2 separate regions of the Callithrix jacchus genome follow, and region 2 is linked to region 1. Evidence: chromatin contacts called from public Hi-C data. All regions are on one chromosome and are shown on one strand. Each heading gives the region's core, a stretch centred on a gene start, on an enhancer-like site or on the middle of the called end of the contact. The rest is flanking DNA. Distances are from core to core; before and after follow the strand shown.

Region 1 (5,115 bases), core at 672-3,171:
AAGCATCCCATGAGAGGAAGAGCAGCTCTGCACTGTTTTTCATGTCAGGAGCCTCCAGCCTCAGCCTCCCAAGTAGCTGGGACCACAGGTGTGTGCCACCATGCCCAGCTAATTTTTTTACTTTTATTTTTGTTTTTAGAGATAGGGTCTTGCTCTGTTGACCAGGCTGGACTTGAACTCCTGTTCTCAAGTGACTCTCCTGCCTTGGACTCCCAAAGTACTGGGATGACAGGCATGAGTCACAGTGCTGAGCCACTTGGGATTTGGATGTAGTGCATGTGTACCAGATATTGCTCACTGAAGATGGGACTGGGATGACTGCACCAGGATGTGAGGAATTGGGTTAGTTTTCATGTAGCATGGAATTTAAAATGCCAGAAAGTGTTTTGGAAATGGTGAAATCTGAGTCCTCTTCTATGATTATCCAACTGTAATAGGGAAGTGGAAGCTACACTACCAGTACAGTGGCTGTTGCAAAGATGGATGGACCTGAGGCTTCTGCCTTGCACTGTTTAGAGCTGACTGATTCTGTGAGGGGTGGAACTAGGTATTTATTTAGCAGTCACCTTCTGCCATCTATGGGTTCATATGTTTCATTGCAGTTACAGGGGAGTAGGCTGTGACACCTTCAGACACAAAGCTGATGTTTCTGTTAAACTAGTTATACCTCCTTTTTGTCTACAAAAGCCATTTTTTCAGTATGCTTTTGTTTTTGATAGATAAAACACTTTTTGTGATGTTAAATAATTATTTCTTTGGAATAAGGGGGGAAATTTATATTGAGACATGCATGAGGAAGGACCTGGATGCCTGAATTCCATTTTTTAGTGTGTTTTTAATAGCCAGGAAATTCTTCCCTCTGCATTAAAAGATGAAGCCGTCATTTAGAAAAGTACTGTAAGGCTTGTATTTTCCCCCAGGCTACAGGAAAAGGGGACCAGGAGTTGGAGTGATTTCTGCTTTCTATTGTTCTAATGCTTTATTTTTAGCATCAACTGGGGTAGGGGAAGCCACGGATTGTGACAGAGGAAACCTGGAAGTGCTGTGAAGGGCAAGACGGGTGGTAGGTGGGCAGTAGGCATGGGAAGTCAGGGAGGACTTTTTAGAGGGGATGAGGTGGCTTCTGGGTTTGAAAAGATTTGAAGGCCTCAGGGAGAAAGGATAGGCTGGTGGAAAAGACCACCTGCTCCTTATGTTCTGTGTCTGCAGTTCAAGAGAGCTTCATGCAGAAAGAGGACACAAGTTTCTCACAAGGCTGCCTCACAACTAGCTTCCTTCCTTTGGATCTCCATGTCTATTTTATCTTCCTGTTTCTGTGTGAAGCTCCCTCTCCTTCTCTCTGGTTCAACCACATTGGTCTCTTTCAGTTTCTGGAAAGCACTATGGTCTCCATTACCAGGGGCATTTGCATCTGTTGCCTGCTCTGCTAGAAACTCTCTGTGTCCTGGGAACTGCTCTCCATCCCTTTATCTCAGCTTGAAACTCACTTCGTCAAGGAGGTCTTGCCAGATCCCTCAGATTGGCTCTATGTGTCCATCATATTTGTACTTTTCAGAGCTCAGATTCCATGTCCAACATCAGCCTTCTTTCTATGGCAAGTATGGCACTGTGCCTATAACCCCCTTATCCAGGAAGAGGGACATGGAGGGGTCCGGAGGGGACAACAGTAACAAAACGGTACCTATTTCATTATTAAGTTTTCTTTGGAGGTTTATTTTAGAAGGTAGGCTAAAGGTGACCAAATGTGCCCACTCATCAACTCATGGTATGGTTAGGGGAGAGAATACTGTGGGTGTCATTTTCCCAGCACAGTAATGGAGTGGGCCTCCGTCTTCTAATTCCTCCCTGGTCCTGTGGGGACAGGAGGGCATCACTCTGGGATGCAAGCTCTGTCTTTCCTCCTACCCGCAAGGGTGGAATAGGATGGTGACTGTGCAGAGAGGGCTCTGGCTGGAGCATGACGAGACCACTAAACTCAGGAAAATGGGAAGGAGACTTTTCTCTGTCTCCTTCCATTACTTGAGATAAGCTATTTCCCAGAGTGCAAGGACAGACTGGAAAGATTAATCATGGCCACAGGACAACCCTTCAACTTTTTTTTTTAATTTTGAGGATGAGAAATCGAAAAGGTAATCCAGAAGGCTAATTTGGGTGCAGACTTTGGGGAAAATTAAAGAAGATGAGTCCTGGAGAGATGTGTGAGAGTCAGGGCTGACATAGAATGCACAAAGTGGTGTCTGGAAGGAATCCTGGGTCTTAGCATCTGCGGTGTGCTAAAGTGGTATAGCAGAGCTGCCAGGGACACCTGCCTCAGCTGTTAGTGTCAAGATGGTTTTGAAAAACCACTCACAGAGTTTTGTGGAAAACTGTTGTCTCACATGGCCCTGGGCCCTGTGAGTGTCTTGTCAGCACGATTTGACACTCATGAGAGAATTGCTTTTGGTTGCCAGCAGGAAGCACCTGGTTTTGCAAAGCTGTGACAAAAATAGGAACTGGCATATAGGCAGTCCTGGTCATTTGACTACTGAAGAGATGTGAGAATGACCCAGGGGAGGGAGGACACTAGGAATTTATAGTTGTATCATGGTAATAGTAGGCTTCCTGGGGAATGAGGTCAAATAAGAAGAGGAGTCACTGACACCCCTTAAGTTTGAGTAAACCCTTGTAGGCTCAGGGGGTTGCTCACGCTATACATACAGAGTTGGCCAAAATCTTTGAATCCAGTTTGGCTAACACCATAATCATCAGTTTGACAAGAGAAAATCCCAAGCATTTGTATTTAGGAATATATATTGATTTTTTAAAAATTTTACTTTAAGTTCTGGGGTACATGGTCAGATCTGGCAAGATTATTACATAGGTATACACATGCCATGGTGGTTTGCTGCCTCCATCCCGTTGTCACCTACATTAGGCATTTCTCCTAATGTTATCCCTCCCCAATTTCCCCACCCTCTGCTATCCTTCCCCTAGTCCCCCACCCCCCAACAGACCCTAGTGTGTGATGTTCCCCTCTCTGTGTCCATCTGTTCTCATTGTTCAACACCCACCTATGAGTGAGAACATGTGGTGTTTAGTTTTCTGTTCTTATGTCAGTTTGCTGAGAACAGTGGTTTCCAGATTCATCTATGTCCCTGCAAAGGACATGAACTCATCCTTTTTTATGGCTGCATAGTATTCTATGGTGTACGTGTGCCACATTTTCTTTATCCAGTCAATCCTTGATGGGCATTTGGGTTGGTCCCAAGTCTTTGCTGTTGTAAACAGTGCTGCAAGAAAAATATATGTGCATGTGTCTTTATAATAGAAAGAGTTATAATCCTTTGGATATATACCCAATAATGGGATTGCTGGGTCAAATGGAATTTCTATTTCTAGGTCCTTGAGGAATCACCACACTGTCTTCCACAATGGTTGAATTAATTTACACACCCACCAATAGTGTAAAAGCGTTTCTATTTCCCACATCCTCTCCAGCATCTGTTGTCTCCAGATTTTTTAACGATTGTCATCCTAACTGACATGAGATGGTATCTCAATGTGGTTTTGATTTGCATTTCTTTAATGACCAGTGATGATGAGCTTTTTTTCATATGTTTCTTGGCTGCATAAATATCTTCTTTTGAAAAGTGTCTGTTCATATTCTTCACCTTCTTGGTGGGATTGTTTGTTTTTTTCTTGTAAATTTGTTTTAGTTCTTTGTAGATTCTGGATATCAGCTCTTTGTCAGATGGGTAGCTTGCAAAAAATTTTTCCTGATCTGTTGGTTGCCAGTTCACTCTAATGATTGTTTATTTTGCTGTGCAGAAGTTCTTAAGCTTAATTAGGTCCCATTTATCTATTTTGGCTTTTGCTGCCATTGCTTTTGGTGTTTTAGTCATGAGGTCCTTGCCTTGTCTATGTCCTGAATGGTATTGCCTAGGTTTTCTGCTAGGGTTTTTATGGTGTTAGGTCTTATGTTTAAGTCTTTAATCCATTTGGAGTTAATTTTTGTATAAGGTGTAAGGAAGGGGGCCGGTTTCAGCTTTCTGTACATGGCTAGCCAGTTTTCTCAACACCATTTATTAAACAGGGAATCCTTTCCCTGTTGTTGTTTTTGTCAGGTTTGTCAAAGGTCAAATGGTTGTAGATGTGTGGCATTGCCTCCAAGGCCTCTGTTCTTTTCCATTGGTCTATATCTCTGTTTTGGTGACAGTACCATGCTGTTTTGATTACTGTAGCCTTGCAGTGTAGTTTGAAGTCAGGTAGTGTGATGCCTCCAGCTTTGTTCTTTTTTGCTTAGGATTATCTTGGCTATGTCAGCTCTTTTTTGGTTCCATATGAAATTTAAGGTGTTTTTTTTTCAGTTCTGTGAAGAAGGTCAATGGTAGTTTCATGGGGATAGCATTGAATCCATAAATTACTTTGGGCAGTATGGCCATTTTCATGATACTGATTTTTTCTAACCATGAGCATGGAATGTTTTTTCATTTGTTTGTGTCCTCTCTTATTTCATTGAGCAGTGGTTTGTAGTTCTCCTTGAAGAGGTCCTTTACATCCTTTGTTAGTTGTATTCCTAGGTAATTTATTTTCTTTGTAGCAATTGTGAATGGGTGTTCGCTCATGATTTGGGTCTCTGTTTGTTATTGGTGTATAGGAATGCTTGTGATTTTTGCACATTGATTTTGTATCCTGAGACTTTGCTGAAGTTGCTTATCATCTTGAGATTTTGGGCTGAGACAATGGGGTCTTCTAAATATAGAATCATGTCAGCTACAAATAGAGACAATTTGACTTCCTCTTTTCCTAATTGAATACCCTGTATTTCATTTTCTTGCCTGATTGATCTGGCTAGAACTTCCAATACTGTATTGAATAGGAGTGGTGAGAGAGGGCACCCTTTCTAGCATTCTAAGGGAATGCGTCCAGTTTTTGCCCATTCAGTATATTGGCTGTGGGTTTGTCGTAAATAGCTTTTATTATTTTGTGATACATTCCACTGATACCTAGTTTATTGAGAGTTTTTAGCACAAGGGCTGTTGAGTTTTGTTAAAGGCCTTCTTTGCATCTATTGAGATAATCATGTGGTTTTTGTCTTTGGTTCTGTTTATGTGATGGATTACGTTTATAGATTCT
Region 2 (5,115 bases), core at 1,511-4,010, 100 kb after region 1:
TTCGACAAAGAGAAATTAAACAACCCAATTAAAATTGTATGAAATACCTCAATGGTATCTCACAAAAGACCATATATGGATGGTAAGTAAGCATATGAAAATATATTTAACATTATCTGTCATTAGGAAGTGGCAAATTAAAACAACAATGAGGTACCATGACATCCGTATCAGAATGGCCAAAATTGAAAACGGTGACAACACCAAATGCTGTGAGGATATAGAACACCAGGGATTCTCATTCATTGCTGGTGGGAATGCAATATGTGTACAGCTACTTTGGAAGACATTTTGGAGGTTTCTTACAAAACTACATGTACTTTCACCATATGATCCAGCAATCCTGCTCCTTAGTATTTACCAAATGAATCGAAAACTTACATTCACACAAAAACGTGCACATGAATGTTTGTAGCAGCTTCCTTCAGAATTGCCAAAACTCAAAAGTAACCAGATTTCTTCAGGTGAGGGGATAAATAAACTGTAGTACATCCGGATAATGAAATATTTAATATTATGTTTTGATTTTTTTTTTACTGTTGCTGAGAAACAGACAATAGAATATTATTCAATGCTAACCATAAATGAGCTATCAAGCCATGAAAAGACATGGAGGAAAAGTTAATGCATATTACTAAATGGAAGAAGACAATCTGAAAAGCCTACCTACTGTGCACTTCCAACTATATGACATTCTGGAAAAGGTAAAACTGATAGAGAGTAAAAAGATGAATAGTTGCCAGGGGTTGGAGGAGGGAGAGATGATAGGGAGAGCTTAGATAATTTTTAAGGCAATTAAACTATTCGGCATAAAACTACAGTGGTAGACATATGTCATTATACGTTTGTCCCAACCCATAGAATGTACACCAAGAGAACCAATGTAAACCATGAACTCTGAGTGATAATGATGTGTAAATAAAGGTGCATTGATTGTAACAAATGTACCACTTTGGTGGGGAATCTTGATAGTGGAATAGGTTGTGTATGTGTGGGGATGGGGATATTTGGCAACTGTCTACTTTTCACTCAGTTTTACTGTGAACCTAAAACTGCTCTAAAAATAAAATTTATTATTAATAAAAAATATACAGAAGCATTTAGGAAAGTAAGAGGATCTTGAAGGCTATTCACACTTTCTTGTGCATTAGTTTGGGAGGGTCATTTTTTCTCTATCTAGGGGGAAAATAGCTTTGATTATGGGTAGAAAAAGGAGGAAAATGGTAATCTTACAGTTTAGGGGCATGTAATAGCACTAAACTTGGGGAGGTAGAAACTAGTAGGTTGTAGGTAATAAGGAAGGTAAAATGGTACCAATAATTTTTGCCAATTTAAAAGTGATATCCAAGTGTACTGGGTCAACTTGACTGGGTTAAGGGATGGCCAGATAGCTGGTAAAACATTAATTCTAGGTGTCTCTGTAGGGTGTTTCTGGAAGAGAATAGCATTTGGATTGGTAGACTGAGTAGAAAAGTGCAGATGGGTATTATCCAATCCATTGAGGGCCTGAGCAGAACAAGGAAAGGCAAATTTACTCCCTTGAAGCTGCAGCATGTATGTACTTGTGCCCTTAAACGTCCGTGCTACTGGTTCTTGGGCTTTTGTACTTAGACTGGGACTCATGCACTGGTTCCCCTGGCCCTCAGGCCTCCGGGTTTCAACTGGAACTACACCATCAGCTCTCCCAGTTTTCCAGTTTGCAGGTGGCATACAGTGAGATTTGGCAGCCTTCATAATTGTGTGAGCCAATTCCTAGTATACATCTTTTATATATTTACATATATCCTACTGATTTCGTTTCTCTGGAGAACCCTAACTGACATACCCGGGGTTGGGCCTATGTTGTATGAAGGCAGCGCTGTGTTGATATGTGTGAGTGTGTGTATAGATAAGTTTTTAACAACATAATTATCTGCATGTGTAATATTTTGTCTTCCTTTCTAAAGTCGTTACCTCATACCTCTTCTTGTTTTATTGCATGAACCAGAACTTCTAGAGTAATGTTGAATAACAGAGAATGATAATTGGATTCCTAGCCTTGTTCCTGATTTTAATGTGAACATGCCTGGAGTTTTAATGTTAAATATAATGCTTACTTTTGATTTCTGTTAATAATCCAGGATTAGAACAACACATCCATAACAATAAAATGTACTAAGAAGTTTTATTACATTTCAGCAAATGTCTATTAATAAGTTAAAATTAATTTTTCTATTATAACTTTTGCAAATTTCATAACTTTTTAGTTTCACAGCTTTTTATATGTACATATACTTACACATACATCGTTTTCACAGATGCAGAAATGTGTGACATAAGTACTTTAATACATCCTTACCCCACCTTCTCCTCTATCCCAGATTAACAACCTTAAATATATCCTTCTGTACTTCTGTGATAATAACGTATTTCTTTATATATGTATATTGTATGCACATTTTTGCATTTTGCTTTTCTCCTTTAACAATATTTCATGGAAGTACCTCCAAGTTAAACAGATGTTACATTTTAGTCTTGCTCTGCTATTTATTAACTGCATGTTCTTAGGTAGGTGAACTAACTTTTCTGGCACAAGTTTTTCTACTTAAACATGAGGACAACTATTCCTTTCTCCCAGGACTACTGTCAGAACCAAATGATCTCATATATATAAAGCGCTAAATATGGAACCTAGCACATCATAGGCTCTAAGCAAGTGCTACTCAATGTCATGTCCAGTACAGGAAAAGCAAGCCTTTGTCCTCTCCTCTCTAGCAGTTATGGCCTCTAGGCTGAAGATTTGTAACTCTGTCAATGCCTGAGCACCTGCAGAGGGTCTTGGAGGATGCTCTGGGTGTCGGTTTCATCCAGAGCAATAGTTCTGGAGCCCCATGACCTGGTTTTGAATCCATGCATCATCACTTCCTAGCGTGGACAACTTTCTAAATCTCTCTGTACTTCAGTTTCCTCATCTGTAGAATGGAAATAACACTATCTGTCCGTTACCCTTATTGTGAGTGTAATGAAATGATGCGTGTTACACACTTGGAGCAGTGCCTGATACACTGAAAGGCCTCAATAAGTATAAGTGAGTGAAACGACAGGGCACAAGTTCTGAAGCCAATTGGCTGAGCGCCACCATTTGCTGGCTATTGGACCTTGAGCAAATTATTATTGCTATTAAAAGTATTTGCAAAAACTGAAATTATTTTTGCACCAACATCATACAAGCTGACTTAGATCCGAATCCTCATCTGTGAAATGGGGCTAATCCCCACTTTCAAGCACTCCTTTGAGAGCAAATTAAGATTCTGAACAAAAGTGGTAATATGTAGTAAGTGCTCAGAGCAGGCTGCTTCCCTGCCAGGGTTATAGCCCAGCCAAGGGACTGAATGTGCTTGGCTGTCCTAGGACTGTATCCAGCCTTCATAATTCTCTCAGTTCCAAACATGGCCTGCCAACGAACTTTCGGAACACAAGTTCACTGTGAATTGGGACATGCCTGCTTCTCATCTGTCCATTCTCTTCAGGTGTAGGGGTCATGCCTTGCTCTCAGCAGACATTGCCACCTCATTTTGTTTCTTCCCGGTAAAGGGGAATACATATTTTATTTAAAAGTTACTCATCTTGCTCTCTGGGGCATGGAACTATTGTTGGTTTAGTAGGCTTTGTAGGATGACTGTGGTGTGTGTTTATAGTTAGAGGAAGTGGGAATGGGACCAAGATGAGATGATGTATATTAATTTCAGCTGACTTTCCTGCCCTCACCAGGATATTGCAATCCTCCAAGGACGTCGGTTTCCTTTTCAAATCTCTGCATGGAAGCTCTCTCACTTCCTTCCTCCTAAAGCAAAGCTACACACACACACACACACACACACACCACACACACACACACACACACACACAGAAAATGCGGTTTCCAGGCAGACTTCTCCCTCAATGCAAACACAAAATCCTCTCAAGAGAACAATTCATGGAGCAAACATCATCACATCAGACAATTTGTCCATCTCTTCTTGCTGAGACTTACCTGCTACTGTTGGCAATACAGAAATTCACTGCATTTGCTCTGAGCCTGTGCATAAAACTGTTAAAAATTTTTTTTCAAAAACCCTGTACCTTACACTGCATTGCATGCATGCCTATGGGGCCAGTTCATGATTTATTTTTATTTTTTCGGAAAAGGAACAAAAGCATTTGCACAGCTGTGGGTTTAGGGAATTAAGTATGATTCAGCAGTACCCTCTGCTGGCCTGTTTGGGAACTGTAGAAAGCTCTGAGGTGAAGGAATCTTGGGATTGCAGAGCAGGAAACCTTTAGAAATAATTGGTTTCTTTTCTTTGTAATCGATAAAATAGGAGATACTTCACTCCCACCTTATTCAAGTATGTTTAGTTTCATGAAACATTTCTCCATATTTTAATAAATTGCAATCATCCCATTACTTTTATTTTTTATTTTTTGGCAACCCATGAGAACAAACAACTGCATTTCTGTGCGTGGTGTCTGGAGTAATTGGAATATTCCATCCGGGCCACACTTCGCCTGTCTCCACTCAGGTGGCACAATTCCAGGAAGTGGTGTCCAGTTCTACCTTTTAGTTGAAGAAGATTCTGTCATTCATCGACTGGAGTGAGTATCGATGAACAGAACAGGTTCTGTGTTCAATCACAGCCGGTTCCATTTGAATCATTTTTCCATGCTCTGGATACCAAGTATTTGTGCTACGTGTAAAAGGAATCAAGCTGGCTAACTTCAAGGAGATCAGATGCTCTGTTTTCTCCATCAAACATTCTGAACAATTGTTACCTTATATCCCTTACATAAAGACCATGCTTCCCGTACCTGGAACCTAACCAATTTTGAAATTTGCACTAAAGTGATACTGAAAAAGCACATCATGGTCATTATCAGTTTTACAGAAAAACTAATAGGCTGAAGTGCTGCTAATTGATGGAATTCCCAGAGCAGAGCACTGATTTTTCAAAATTAGTAAACATTAAAAACACACAGTTGAGCCAACTGGAAAGCATGTTCATATAATGGAAAAATAGGGAGTAAAATATTTGGATTCCAGATTCTGCCACTTGCTACTTTTTAAGCCTTAGATTTCCTATCTGTCAAATGGAACTG

Evidence for each region. Hi-C and Micro-C count contacts between places; a contact is called where the count stands out from the background.
Region 2: a Hi-C map of skeletal muscle shows a contact between it and region 1, with 11 times the contacts expected there. The contact joins two enhancer-like sites. A contact is called at or near these places in 2 of 3 Hi-C or Micro-C datasets (both in skeletal muscle).

Annotation. Positions count from the first base shown.
Region 1 is chr6:125,121,095-125,126,209 of calJac240_pri, forward strand. No RefSeq gene overlaps it. Among named protein-coding and RNA genes, the nearest start is that of CTLA4, 60 kb to the right of the region's middle. Within about 2 kb of position 1,922, at least 2 of the 16 cell types and tissues checked have an H3K27ac peak or open chromatin away from gene starts, as enhancers often do. A contact at or near this core is called in skeletal muscle, where this site is marked.
Region 2 is chr6:125,222,126-125,227,240 of calJac240_pri, forward strand. No RefSeq gene overlaps it. Among named protein-coding and RNA genes, the nearest start is that of ICOS, 38 kb to the right of the region's middle. Within about 2 kb of position 2,761, at least 3 of the 16 cell types and tissues checked have an H3K27ac peak or open chromatin away from gene starts, as enhancers often do. A contact at or near this core is called in skeletal muscle, where this site is marked.